Regions from separate parts of the Columba livia genome. Here region 1 is linked to region 2. A link is a contact called in public Hi-C data. All regions are on one chromosome and are shown on one strand. Each heading gives the region's core, a stretch centred on a gene start, on an enhancer-like site or on the middle of the called end of the contact. The rest is flanking DNA. Distances are from core to core; before and after follow the strand shown.

Region 1 (7,011 bases), core at 2,410-4,909, 160 kb before region 2:
GTGAAACTTGCAGTAACACAATTGTTTAAACTGGTGCAACTTTATGACACAATAACACAATCTAACTTTTGTGTACTGCAAGGCAACTCATTTTGCTAATCTAGATGAAAATCAACCATAAAAACAAAGTAGTCCCATCTGAACCAGCAAGTAAAAATGACAGAAGTGCAACTGCCCACAACAAAAGTGAGGAAACAGAAGCTGGATCCCCTTCTCGGCAATAACAATCTTGCATAAGCTTCAGACAGTCACAGGACTGCACCAGGGCTGTGAGTGCCTAACTGGTGTGGCAAGCAGCAAGGGGACAAACCAAAGTACCACCATCAAGTCACTGACTTCTGTTAAAGATCACTACAGTAATTAACAGGACCTAATCCACCCTGCTTGATAACAGAAACTGAAGTTAATTATTTGTAAGAAAGCTATCTCTAGCTTTATTAAGTCTTCCAGTAGAATCTGGTTTTCTGCTATTGTCATCTTTACCACTCTTCACATAGTCAAAATGTTCAAATTAAAAAAAACAACCAAACAAACAAAATCACTGAGGCTTTATTGTGCACAAGCTCAAATGGTGAAAATATTTTTAGACATGTGTGTGCATAATAATCAGACTAGACAGACATTCAAAACACACACTGTGCAGATCTTTGCAATGACTACCAGATATTAAAAAATCAGAATCGCACCTGCATGAAACAATGTTTAGGATTTAGAAATTCCAATTAACATGGCTTTGGTCTACCCAGACATTGTTTGCATGGATTAAAAAAAAAAAAAAAAAAAAAAAAAAAAAAATAAAAACACCACCATAATGTGAACTAGTTACAGGCAATTAACATGAAACACGTGCCAGGTCCATGCAAGTATAAATAGCCTCAGCATTATCATGAAGAACAAAACATATTTTGTGTAATCTGCATAAAGCATAAATATCCCAATTCATGCTCAGATTAACCCTTTTCACCAAATGTAAAATATAATTTATTTCTTCATATGGTTGCCACAGTACTATCAGCTTTGTTATCAAGCTTCCTTAGGATACCCTAAATTAAGCATATTGCAAATACACAGAAGAGCACCAGAGAACTGTAAATGCTGTTCATTGTCCCTCCCACAGATCAAAGAATACAGCAAGAATCCTGACAGCTACCTCTTCCACCTTTAAAGAAGTATGCTTTTGAATCTTCAGTTATTACTTCCAAGTTAAGAATCACTTCTCACATTCCTCTAAAAAAAACAAAGATCACAACTGTAGCCTGGTGTTGCACATGGTGAAACCAACTCCATTAATTCCAGATCTTTTATTATATAGTAAATCTAACAGTGATACCCAATTTTCTGCAGAGTTTCACAAATGAAACTGTTATACAAGCCTCAAAATACAGAAATTATAAATCTGAACTAATCTTTAGAATATGCAATAATTATTTTGTGCACCAAAAATACTGTACAGCTATCTACACTGGTACTAAGGTAACTACTAACCACCATGAAACGAAAAGGGAGGATAACTGATAAAAATGGAGCAAGAAAAGGAATGAGATGGAAATTAAAACATAGTGCCTGATGCTTTACTGATACGCTTGGGAACTTCTCCTCACAGCAGTCACCACGGCTGATGATTTATTTAACTAGGTCTTGATCCTCTTGACACAAATACAGCTAAATTTTACATATACAAACAATGCTGTATCTTTTTACTGGAATAACAGTCTGACTATATAAAGTTCAGGAATTTAGTCTCAAATAATATGACATCCAAAAATGGTAGGACTAGAGAAAGTAACTTGCATATAAATCGTGAAAACACTAATATATGAAAGAAACAAAGATTTTTTTTTCCTCCTGACTCACTCAGCCAGGTTATGACATGGAGTATATAAACAATACATTTGCAATACTTGCTCACATGAGCTTTTCTGCTGGTATGCTTGCACAATGAATGTGAGTAAATTCCAATCTTGTGTTCAGTCTGTTTGTGAAAGGCCTGGGGGATTACAGGTCCTACAATACTATTACGAAAAGAAATGTTTTCACTTTTTAGTATTCTTTTTCCTCCCATTTTTACACTGTCAAATAATTTTTAATAACTTTTAAAACTTGAATAACACTTTACAAAAACATTTTGATTTTTGAATGATAAACTGCTAATGAGGGACCTCAGATATAACTGATGGTCAGGGCACTCAGTGTAGCCTTTTTTAAAAAATTACACTCAGCAGTGTCATTCAGATCTAAACCAGTAACTTACCTATCTCATATGGGAGTTCTAGACTAAAAAGTTAGTTTCTCTCCATATTAAAAGTATCTGCTAGAACAAAGCAAAAGAGCACCCACAGAAGAGTTTAAAAGCAAACTACTGAAACAGCTTTGATGGTGAGGGTTCAAGCCAGCCCTCTGGAAAAAGGTTAGCCTATACCGCTGATGTTGGGCAGGTCCTGTTCAGAGTCAAAAAAACTTCTCTGGCAACCAAGTATATTAGGCCTTTAAAATTTATGGATTTTAAACACTGAAAGTTAACTGTACGCTCTGACCTATCTTCAAATATACAAGCCAGAAAGCCATGCATAAACAGCCTTTGACTCAGTACCAAAGTGGAAATCTATAGTTGTGGGCTGTGGAATACTGAACGTCTACAGATATCATGCATTTTGAAACACCTACTCATACATACTGGTGACGATGAGTTCTGCAGACTTAGATGCATTAGTGCTCTTCAATAAAGAAAAATGATACCAAAGGCAGAAAAGATCTTCAGTGTTGGGATCTCTGATGTGCTGTACCTTTTACCACAGGCCCTGTCAGACTTTCACAGGAAAAAAAAAAAAAAAAAGGGAGGGGGGCAAATGCTGTCCTTCACGAAAAAGCAACATTGATAAGGTCGCAGCCTTTTAGAAAACTAGTTTGAACATTAGGAACCCTGGTTTCGCTTTCCATAACATCATAAGCTTTGCCAACAGGATTCCAGGTCACACAGGCTTAACGACAGGCCCAAACCTGACCGGCCCACAGGCACCTCCAGCCAACGGGCCCCGGCACAGCTCCCGAGCCTCGCCGAGGGCGCTCGGCCGACAGCCCGGGGAGGCGGGTGGACAGTCCACCCGCAGAGCACTTCGCGGCCACGGCAGCCGCAGGCGGGACGGCGAGCGCCGGGCGAGGCGCGGCCGTGAGGGGGGCGAGGAGGCCGGGACTGCCCTGAGCGGGCCGGGCAGCGGCGAGGCCGGGACAGCGGGGCACCGCGGAGCTGCGAGCGACCGGGGGAAGGTCACGCAGCGCCAGCCGGTGGCACAAGCGGCCGTTGGTCCCGGGTGCCCTCAGCGCCAAGGCCCGAAAAGGCACAGCGCTGCGGCAGCGGGAGGGCGGCCGCCGCCCTGAGGAGCCCGGCCGGCGCCTCAGGGCTCCGACCCTCTTACCTGAGCGCCGCCCGGGCAGAGACGCTGAACAACCGGGCCGCCCTCACGGCAGCGGCGGCGCTGCCGCAGCCCGGCCTCGTCCCGGCTGCCGGCGAGGCGGAAAAAAGCCAGCGGCGGGAAGAAGCAGCAGCGGCCCGGAGGAGCCGGGCCGGCCCCGGGGCAGCCATACCGGCAGCAAAACGAGAGCGCGAGGTCTCCGCGCCGTTACCGGAAGAGGCGGGGGCAAAGTCCCAGGGCTTACGCCTCTGGCGTGAACTGCGGCGATTCTCGCAACCATCTACGTAGCGCACGGCCCGCCCCCTTATGACGGCGGTGAGAGGTGACTGCGCGATGGGAAGAGCGGGATTACGCAAAGTGCGCAGTGGTGCGCTGAGGGAACGGGCCGGCCCTTACGGAAAAAGGGCAAGGCGCTCGTCGCCTGAGGCGCCGCCGCCGTCTGCTCGTCAGGTCCCTCCTGTTGTCACAGACCGCGCTGTAGGACGGTGAAAGCTCTCTGGTTCCCAAATGTAAGCCCTGTCCCGAGTCTTCCCGGGAAAATGGTGCTGTGAAACCCCACGTATCCTGCCCCCCTCTCTGGTTGGGCCTGTGAGGGATTTCTTGTCACGGCTTGGGCCCAGCGAAGGGCTCAGCTCAGTTCGGGCCACAGCGGGGTCCCTGGCACACACTGTGGCACTGGTGGCCAAGGAGTTGTCACCAAATCCCAAATGCCCCTTAAGGAGCCTAGCCTGGGCTACCTGGCCCTAGGTACAGCAAGAGGAACAGCCCCAGGGCAGTGGGGATGGCAGCTCAAGGATCTCAGTTCTTCGACAGGCTGTCCAGGCAGAACCACCAAGAAATTCCCAGTTCCCCATCATTATTTATTATGACAGAAGATCAAGTTGTAAAACCCAAGCCTTAGCAATGCGACAACAATGCTACCCGAGGTTTTAACAGCAGGTGAGCACTCACGGTGAATGGCCCAAATAACAGTATATGCAACAGGAAGTTTTGAGATTTCCTGAGAAATTACAGGCTGCACATGTAGACATACTTTGGCTTTCTGCAATGTACACTTTGCTCTACAAATTTTTATTAGATAGTTATGTAGATACCCTTCATTTGACCACGCTCAAACTGGAGAGTGCTGAGTGAATGAGGAAGAAATGAATCATTTTCTTCAAAATAATTTATTCAAGCAGGAGTGGAAATAAATGGGGAAGAGGAGGAAATGTTGTTTACCTCTGATGTTCTTGAGGTAGCTAAGATTATTCCTGATGCCTTATGATTTTGAGAGTGTGGTTTTGTTGTGCCAGAGTAAGATCAAAAAGGGAGATAATATAATTTATATGCCAAAAGCCTCCAGACTGTCTGCCCATAAGCCAAGTTACCTGAATGTGCCAGTTTCCTCTGCTTCTGGTATATAACTCCCACCCTCTAAGTTACACTCAATGTTGTTAGAGCGATTCCCTTTACGCATTACAAATATGGCCAACACAAGATTTTACATAGTTTGAATCTTGCTTTTTAGGCTTTATTTCAATCATTGCTATGTCAAAGAAGCTTTTATAGCACCTATGCTATATGAATCCTATTATACTAATTTTATTTCATGTCATTATCCTTTACAATCCAGTATTCTTTCCATAAGAACAAATTTGCTGCTGTCCCCATCTAGATTTAGCATAGGATTTTGAAAGTGTTAAAATTACTGACATGCATAGTGTATCTAAATTTCAGCTGACATGAGGTTGACCATTTTTTCTAGGCAATTACCTTAAAACCAGTACCTGTCACAGATGATGCAGTAACTTTACACAGGCTTCCATTGGCAGAGTAGCTTCCAGCTGTTATTTGGTTACTAGCAAAATAATTGCATTTGTTAAAATATGCCATTTGTAATGTTTTAAAATAGAAATGAAATCAATGCACTCAATACGTCTGTTAAGTCATATATTAATATAAATGCAATTAGCATGTTGTGGGAATATAATGGAAGATTGGTGAGAAGAATTGTAAATACGCCCTAGCCACCGCAGCTGGGGTGTAGAAAAACACATCACACTAATTGTTGTTTATCTTTGTCTGCTTCACAAGTAGAACCTCTGTGTTTAGATAACATAGGCCTGTGAAAGTCTTAAAGGGACCTTATCAAACATCCTTGAAATTCCTGTTCTACTGCAGGCAAAGATCAAAGCAGCATGAGAAACTGCCTGCGTGAATCCCTGGTGTACAGGCAAAACCAGCAGGCTCGGTGATCTCATAAGCACTGAGCTCCGCAATGCCTGCGTTCCCACTCGTGTGCCCCTGCCTGGGTGCGTAGCTGCTTTTTCAGAGATCCCCTGGTTAGCAAGATAACGAAAATAAATTTACTGTTTGCATTTCATCCATGTGACTTGCCTGTGTCAGATGACACGCATGTGAATGTATCGTAAACCAGTCACTGAAACAAATACTCTGAGGGCTAGATCCTTAGCTAGTATACTGGTATCCCCTCACCCATGCTGAATTATTTTTCATCAGGTTTCACTTTTTTTGCAACAGAAGATAACGTGGCCAAAAATAATACAGTTTATTTCAATATTGTCACTACAGCATAGAGTCATATGTGCATACTTGTAAGGCAATATTTAGCTAAATACATACAGTTTTATGTGGACTTCTAAAATTGCAAAGCTGAAAGGGTGTATCAGATAATTTAGTCTGATTTTAACCAGAAGGCTGTTTGTCATAAATGAATGGTTAATGCAGGAAATAAATCCGAAAGGGACCCTCTGGACCTTCTAATCTAAACCTTTGCTGTCACATACCACTCAAGTAACTACATACAGAAGTATTTATCCGTTTCTTAAAGCTTACTGCTGTTACAAACTGCTCCGAAAAACAGCCCCAAAATTTCACTCTTTGGAAAGATAGAAGGCCTAATTATTAATTTTCAAAGTATTAATTTTCAAAGTATTAATTTTATTAGTTTCATTCTTAGTATAGGATTATTTATACTGATATATCTTTGGCTAGCACTGCCTGTGAGTTTAAATAGATTTTGTTCTTTGTGATGTTCACTCCTCTGGCCCTTTTTATTTTAGCCTCTGATGTTATTAATCTCCTTTCATAAGACGGGAGACTCTTACTATTCTTCTGCTTATCCCACTGAATCATTTGTGTATATATTAGTTTTAATTCACTCTTGTTAAACACCCGCAACTAGTTAGTACATTCACTTCGGGTCTTGTACAGTGTCTGTAAAGGAAATGTGTGGCCCTGATACATCCTAGGGTTGTATTTGGTTTTTTTTTTCATATACACATCAAATTAATACCCTCAAATAATTCTGTGATCAGTTGATAATCCATATGTCCCTTGTTGCTTTTCATTAATGGAGTCATCGTTAACAGCAAGAGTTCTTGATTCCCCCAGACTGAACAAAATAAGATCTTTGATCTTACTTTCATGTGAGATCTTCATTCAAACACCTTTTGAAATGAATAAAGCCATTTCCATTAACCAACTTTACTTGTGTCACATGTGTTCCAGCCCTTAGACTGCCATGGCCCTGAACACATTACTCCTTTCATAAGTTAAGCTAGCAGAGTCCAAGGTCAGCTCCTTCACTGATAAGAGC
Region 2 (6,994 bases), core at 3,702-6,201:
TGGGAGATTAATAAAGAACTGTAAGAAAGTGAAGAGGTATGGTATCAGAAAGGCATGTTCTCTGTAGCGAAGGCATGAAAAACTTTGCATCTTCAGATGAGTGGTAGTATAGAGACTGATAACCCAGGAGAGAAACTGTGGAGATCAGTCTGAAGAAATAAGTCCTGTTTAAATATGATACATGTGTGCGCACACACACATACACACCAAGGTAACCATATCAAGTGGTATGTATTTCCATTGAAATGCTTAAAGTCTAAAAGCTGAAATCAGAGAACAGGTATGTTTCCTTTTAAACTTGGAAGCTGACATAGCAGACACCTCAGAACTGGAATTGAAGAAACGGCAATCATTGGGATAGTGTGACACCTAGGAAAAAATGACTAAAAAGAGTGGCTGCCCAGCTCTAACAGTGGTGCTATGAGTTAAAGAAGACATGGAGTCAAATCTAAAAAATAGTTTGTGTAACTCAAAACACAAAGTCACCATGGATAAAAACTCCAGACCTAAACAGCAAAAATGCAGTGTTAAGACTATACGTTAGACCAGGATGGATGGAGACAATGACTGTAACATAGTCACAGAAATTAGAGAGATGACAAATGCAGAAAACCCAGTAGGAATGAGATACATGAGTTGCTTTAGATAGATTAAATACCTGCAGTGTGATTGCAACATGATGCTGGGAAGATATGAGTAGACTGCACCCTAAAGGAGCCAGTCAGGGAAAAGACAGGTAGAGCAGCAACTCCCCACTGAATCCAGAGCTGTGCACAGCCCTGGTTTTAAAATACTAACGTTAAAGTCACAATGTCTAATTTAAAACAAACAAACCACAAAAAAACAACCCACCCCCCCAACAAACAAAACCCCCAAAATCAAAACAATATAAATATTGTTACACTTGTAAAGAGACATAACAGGGTGAAGTGTTCACCGATGACATAAGAATTATCTGAAAATATCAGAGACTTAAGTAAATGCATGATCCCTCTCAAGAGCATCTGTAGGAAGACCAAGCGAAAAAGCCACCACAAAATTGTTGTGGTTCAAGAACTGCCAACCTTAAAATAATGAACTTAGTGAAAAAGTAGAAATAGACATTAACTCTGGGAAGCAAAATGTAAAATGATGGTAAGGCAGGCCAAAAAGAAACACAGAGTTTAAGGCATAAAAGTGAAAATGTCCTTTCTTAAATACACGTGAAGCAAGAAACCTACTGGAGAGCCTATAAGCACTCAAAATGCTAAAGAAGTTCTGAAGAAGTATTGGTCTATAACAGAAGAACAATGTTAATAATTTGCTGTGTTTGTTTTAGTGGAAGAGATTGGTGTTTCTTTAAGGACATGAATGCTGGAGGGTCACTCTTGAAACAGACTGCCACAGGATCACAGAATGGCTCAGGCTGGGAAGGACCTCAGGAGGTCTCTGGTCCAAACTCCTGCTCACAGCAGGGCCAGGCCTGTCAGACCAGGCTGCTCAGGGCTTCATTTACTCTAAAATTAGCAGAGAAAGTTTTACAGCGTGGTCCTTAAATCAGTGGAAGATGCTTACTGCTTGTGGAGGAAGGGCATTTTGAAGTTGCTAAATAGTAAGTTGTTCTGAGTGTCCTGTTGATTAAAGCTGCGTCAGTAACAGAGAAGCTGACAAATGTGGCTCTGATTTTCCACCTGAATTCTACAGATGGACTCAGAAATCAATGGGCTACCCTCAGCAAACTGAAGGGAACTACAGTAATGAGGAGGATCTGCAGATACACGGACGAACATGGCCTTGGGAAGGACTAGCAGAGCTTCTGCAGGGTTTCTATCCAAAAGCCAGTGAGCACAGGAGCTAAGGCAAACTGATTCATGTACATGAGTTTCCAGAAGGCTTTCAGGAAGATCCATCACTAAAGACTCCCAAAGATAGTAAGTTAGTGAGGATCAAGGAACACATTTGATCATGGATTAATAGCTCATAAAAAGATGGGAAAAAATGAAGCCATGGATATAAAGGTGTTGCAGAGACTTCTGAATCCTCTGCAGGAGTTACTAAATCTGTTGCTGGAGGTGGGGAGGTATCAGATAAGTCTTTTGGGGAAGGTCATAGCTGTACTTTCATTTAATAGCATTTCCTTCTTGAGTGACGTGTGAGAAATGAAACAAATATCTCGTAGTTACACAAAAGCAGCAGCAAGTCAGGACCTCACAGGATTTAGTTCAGTTTCTTCTTTTCCAGTTTCAATCCAGTTTAAGTTTTTTGGTGAAGGTGAGTCTGCACTGTGAAGACTAGTGTTTCTAAGACTAGTATTTCTTCTCTGTCATCTAAAAACTACTTCATTTATTTTTTTTTTTACAATGTACTTGGCTAATTAACTGAATAAAGAGGTTTTTATTTTTGAAAAATAAACTCTTTTCATAGAATCATAGAATAATAGAATCATTTAAGTTGGAAGACACCCTTAAGATAATTTAGTCCAACTGTAAACCTTGCACTGCCAACTCCACCACTAAATCATTCCTCTGTCACATCTATATGACTTTTAAATACCTCCAGGGATGGTGGGCAGCCTGTTCTAGTGTTTGTCAAACCTTTGGTTAATATATTTTTCATAATATCCAATCTAAGTCTCCCCTGGTGCAACTTGAGGCCATTTACTCTCATCCTGTTGCTTGTTATTTGGGAGAAGAGACCAACAGTCACCTTGTTACATTTTTTTTTCAGATGGTTGTAGACAGCGATAAGGTCTCCACTCAGCCTCATTTTCTCCAGGCTGAACAGCCCCAGTTCCCTCAGCTGCTCCTCATAAGCCTTGCTGCATGATGTTACTCAGGATGATCTGCTCCATAACCTTCCCCAGCACCAAGGTCACGCTGACAGGCCTGTAGTTCCCCGCATCCTGCTTCTGGCCCTTCTTGTAGACGGGTGTTACATTTGCCAGCCTTCAGTCACCTTGGACCTCCCCAGTTAGCCAAAACTGCTGACAAATTATTTTGCTTCTATTTAGGCTCCTGAAAATAAATACAATAGTTCTAAAAGTTGATCTGGCTAGGGATCGCAATAGCAAGCATGCATTGCTATGTCCTGTATCTCAGGACAGGAGAGTGTCCTGCAGGACAGCCCTTGGACCTGTAAAGCACCATCACTTCTGCAGTTCTGCTCAGGACAGAGGTCTGCGCTGGTGGCCTTCTTCTCTGGTGACATCCATCTCTTTACATGAAGGGTTCCTGGGCCCTTATATCTCAAAGTCTCATGTCGATCTCCCAGAGATGGTGTAGATGGTGTTTAGAGGTGATTGTGATGGACATCCCAATGTGGAAGCTCCTCTCAGGTTGGTGCTGTGCTGGGCAGGGCCAGTCATGGCCCAGGCACTATGGGCACATGGTGCAGAGGTCTGATTGCCCACACCCTGATGCCTCAAGTGCTTATGCATGGATCCAGGTTGTCCTCCAGCTAAAGAAGGAGTGGCAGGAAGACACTGATCGGGGCAGTTGGGTTTTGTTGGTCTGGCTGGTGGTGCAGTGCTCAGAAATACCATTTGGGCCTTTTCCAAAGGTTTAAAAAGAGTTTCAAGCTCTGCTTTAGGTCCAGAATAGGTGAGGGCAGGGGACTGAAGTTATCTCCTCAGTGCTGAGGAGGCTGCAGTGGGAGGCAGAAGAGCTCTGGTTCCACTGACTTCCTCACTGCGAGCTACAATGAACGCAAACCAGTCATCTCTCAATGAAAGTTTTAAGGACTATTAAACCCCCTCAGATACGTGTTCTGTAATTAAAATAAACCCATGAAAAACTGAAGTAGGCTGTGACGAAAACTTCCAAAACGTGTTCTCTCATTTTGTGCAGCCTACATCATGAAGCTAAAAATGATACTTGTATTTCAGCGTTGCTGTGGTTACTGATACTATTCTTCTGAGTCTTCAGAGGAAATGAATTGATTGTGTTGAGGAGGCTGTATACAGGAGATAACCTCTGACCTTCAGGATGGTTTCATTTATATTCATCTAACTTCAGACTGTCATGGCCTGATCTGCACTTAGCTGAAGTAGCTGTAGTTTTATTTTTCTGTCTTTGTACAGACAAGTTTAAACTCTAGCAGGCAAGGTTGAAAGTTTTCGTCTGAACTTCCAGAAGACAGGATTCATTGTTCATTTACTATTGCTCCTCAAAACACTTAGTGAGATAAATACCTTGTTGAATGTCCTGGTAGACTTTTGCATTTAATTTGATGAATTCAATGTATTTAAGAATGCAGAAGGTATTTTTTTTAGTAAGCATGAACTTACAACCAAAAATACTTGCTCTTTGAAGCCTTTCTCCATCCCCTTTCTGCCAGTCCCACACTGATTCCATGTGCCGTTTGCTGTGAATCACAGCACCAGAGGATACCTCAGGCTGGAAGGGACCCTCAGGAGGCCTCTGGTCCGACCTCCTGCTTGCAGCATGGTCAGGTATGAGGTCAGGCCAGGCTGCTCAGAGCTTCATCCAGTTGCAGTTTGAATACCTCCGAGGATGAAGTATTGGTTCCTGCCCCAAAATACCTGTGACTTTCCATGTGTAGGAGAGACAAAAAGGCAGAAGAGGAGCCAAGTCATAGGAAGGTATTAGGGCCATTCAGAAAGCTGATTTTATGTAGTTTCCAGTTTCTCCAGAAGGAATACAGCTATGCAGCCCTTCACTGTAGGCAGGCCTCTCCCTGTCATCAGGGTATGTGGTCATGCAACAGTTAATACCATCTCATAGCTGTGGTGCCAAGACATGCAGCATGTGCCAGTGTTGGGAGAGGCTGAATTCATTACAGCAGATGTAGTTGTGCATTAATCTTCCTACCTGGATGTGCTGGATGGAGTGGCTTATGGCTGTTAGCGCATGATGGTTGAGCGATGCCCCGGGGGAGGAAAGATAAGAGGTGCTGCTGCTTGATGATAATACCATTCAGCAATGAACTGTGAGTGGTTTGAGGTGAGTATGTGAATTGTTTAAATAAAGAAACATGCAGAATTGGCCTTGTTCTCAGTACATCTGTGCTATAATTGTGCTGTGCTGATGACATTCGGCTTAAGCTAACACGTTAGCTGCACTCAGAGCCCACTGATGGCAGCTTGGAGCTAATGCATGTCTCGTTCTACAGTCTCACTTACTAATGAGACCATTTGTTTCTTGGCTGGAGAAGATTAAAGCATATGCAGTGATTTAAGACTAGCATAATGTTGTAGGAACAGCTTAACTTTGTCTAAACCTAGTTTAGCTTAAAGCAAATGGGTAGTTGTTTGAATTGATACACACAATGCTTGTGTTGTTTTCATTAACTGTGTTTGGCAATCACTCTAAGCTAAATCAGGGCATCCCCTGGAGTGATATAATGAGGTGTCTCCTCAGATGAGTTACACTGATATAAAGAAGCTATACAGAAATGGTCAATGGAGCATAAAGCTGTCTGTAAATAAGCCTTAAGGCACAGTAGATTAAGATGGCCTGCTCAGAGATTTGCGCCAGTTTAATTAATTTGGTTTGTTATTTGAATTCCATTAAATTACAGAAAGTTTTGATTTTAGACAAAGCCTTGGGCCCTGATCTTCCATTCAGACCTGTCGGTAGTGCTGGCTGAACTGCTTTTGGTGAATGCTTTGTTTCCAACAACACAGTGTTGGTCATCACCAGACTATTAGTGAGTATGACCCAATTTGCCAAATACTTTCCCTGAAAGCAGTTTTGGGGGCTGATGGTGAGTTGGTCTCCTATTTACGATCTCTGAGCTCACTAGCTACGGCACAACTCAGGGTCTATAAGACCCAGGTTCACTTCAGATCCTCTGTGTGAAGGGATGTGAACTGATAGCACCTTGTCTGAGCGAAAAAGTTTTCTTCCTCCTCCACTGTGAGAGCTGTGTGCTGTGTCTCTGCTCTAATGCCATTTCTTGTATGTTTGGTTCATGCAGCAGCTTGGAGTGTCTTTGTTGTGGCTGCTCTGAGACGGAGGAAAATTAGAGGGAAAGAGTGGGAAACAAGAGGAACATATTGGCTGAAGTCAGGAAACAGCTCTGTCAGTGTCCTTTCTGGAGATTGTGTTATGTGGGTGGCTGTTCCTTGTCTGAGCAAAAGCTGTGGGCTGTTCTGGCTCCTCCTTAGACATGGGGTGAGGCAGTAATGTGAACTGGAAGATTCATAAAGGGGGTGTTTTCTCTAGAAACTAGTGTGATGGTCTGGTATGGAGTGAAAAACTCATGTTCTGACTCATCGGATTGCTGTGTTTCCACCACTGTTTGCTTGTGCCATGTTAACATACAAACAAGCAAACAAACAAAAACATAGCAATTTCGGACAACAGGGTAAGTCACTGTAACTGAGATGAATGTGTGGTACACACAGCAGTTATTTATAAAAATGCAAGAAAGGATCTTTACATAAAAGCATATAAATTTAATGTAGCTTGATTAAGCTTTGTATGAGTGGTATGTATTTTCTTAGAGTGCCAAATATGAGCAAAAACAAATAACCCAATGAGTAAACGGCAGTATTTGCAAGGAAATTTCCAAGGAAAATTTCTAAGGACATGCTGATCTGTGCTAGCTCCCTGTTTCCCGCTCTGAGAGGTTTCTCTGGCAGCGAAGACAGAGCATCTTCTGAGGGTCTAGAAGTACAGCTGAGCAACCATAGATTTGCTTTGTTTTGTTTTGTTATTTCAGCCCTCCCTTCCCGCCCTGAACATTTCTGTTCCAAAATATTTCCTGAGGCACATTAACCTGTGCCTCATGGGAGCAGCAATTTGGGTGACTAACCCTTCCATTTTCCTTCTCAGATGGTGCTCTCTGGCTAAGTGGTGCCTTACCAGGGCAGCACGTCTTCCAGGACACCTCGCGATGTCTGCTTGCCATTGAGAAAGAGGTGTGATACATCCTTGGAAACACAGCTCCTCCAAACAGCCTGGCTCAGGGAGAAAGGGGCAGAGGGCCTTCGTCTGGGGCAAGGTTGTGTTACATCTTGGCTTGCGTGTTTGGTGCAAAGCGGGGAATACCT

The links. A called contact is a pair of places that touch in the nucleus more often than the background predicts.
Region 1: a contact with region 2 is called in a Hi-C map of crop, with 2.0 times the contacts expected there. The contact joins the promoter of FDX1 here to the enhancer-like site in region 2. A contact is called at or near these places in 2 of 2 Hi-C or Micro-C datasets (crop and liver).

What each region holds. Positions count from the first base shown.
Region 1 is chr1:19,493,582-19,500,592 of bColLiv1.pat.W.v2, reverse strand. FDX1 (ferredoxin 1) reads right to left here and starts at 3,659. Exons shown (of 4, transcript XM_065049169.1): 1 at 3,414-3,659. The coding sequence starts at 3,580.
Region 2 is chr1:19,337,283-19,344,276 of bColLiv1.pat.W.v2, reverse strand. No RefSeq gene overlaps it. Among named protein-coding and RNA genes, the nearest start is that of ZC3H12C, 32 kb to the left of the region's middle. Within about 2 kb of position 4,951, at least 1 of the 3 cell types and tissues checked has an H3K27ac peak away from gene starts, as active enhancers do.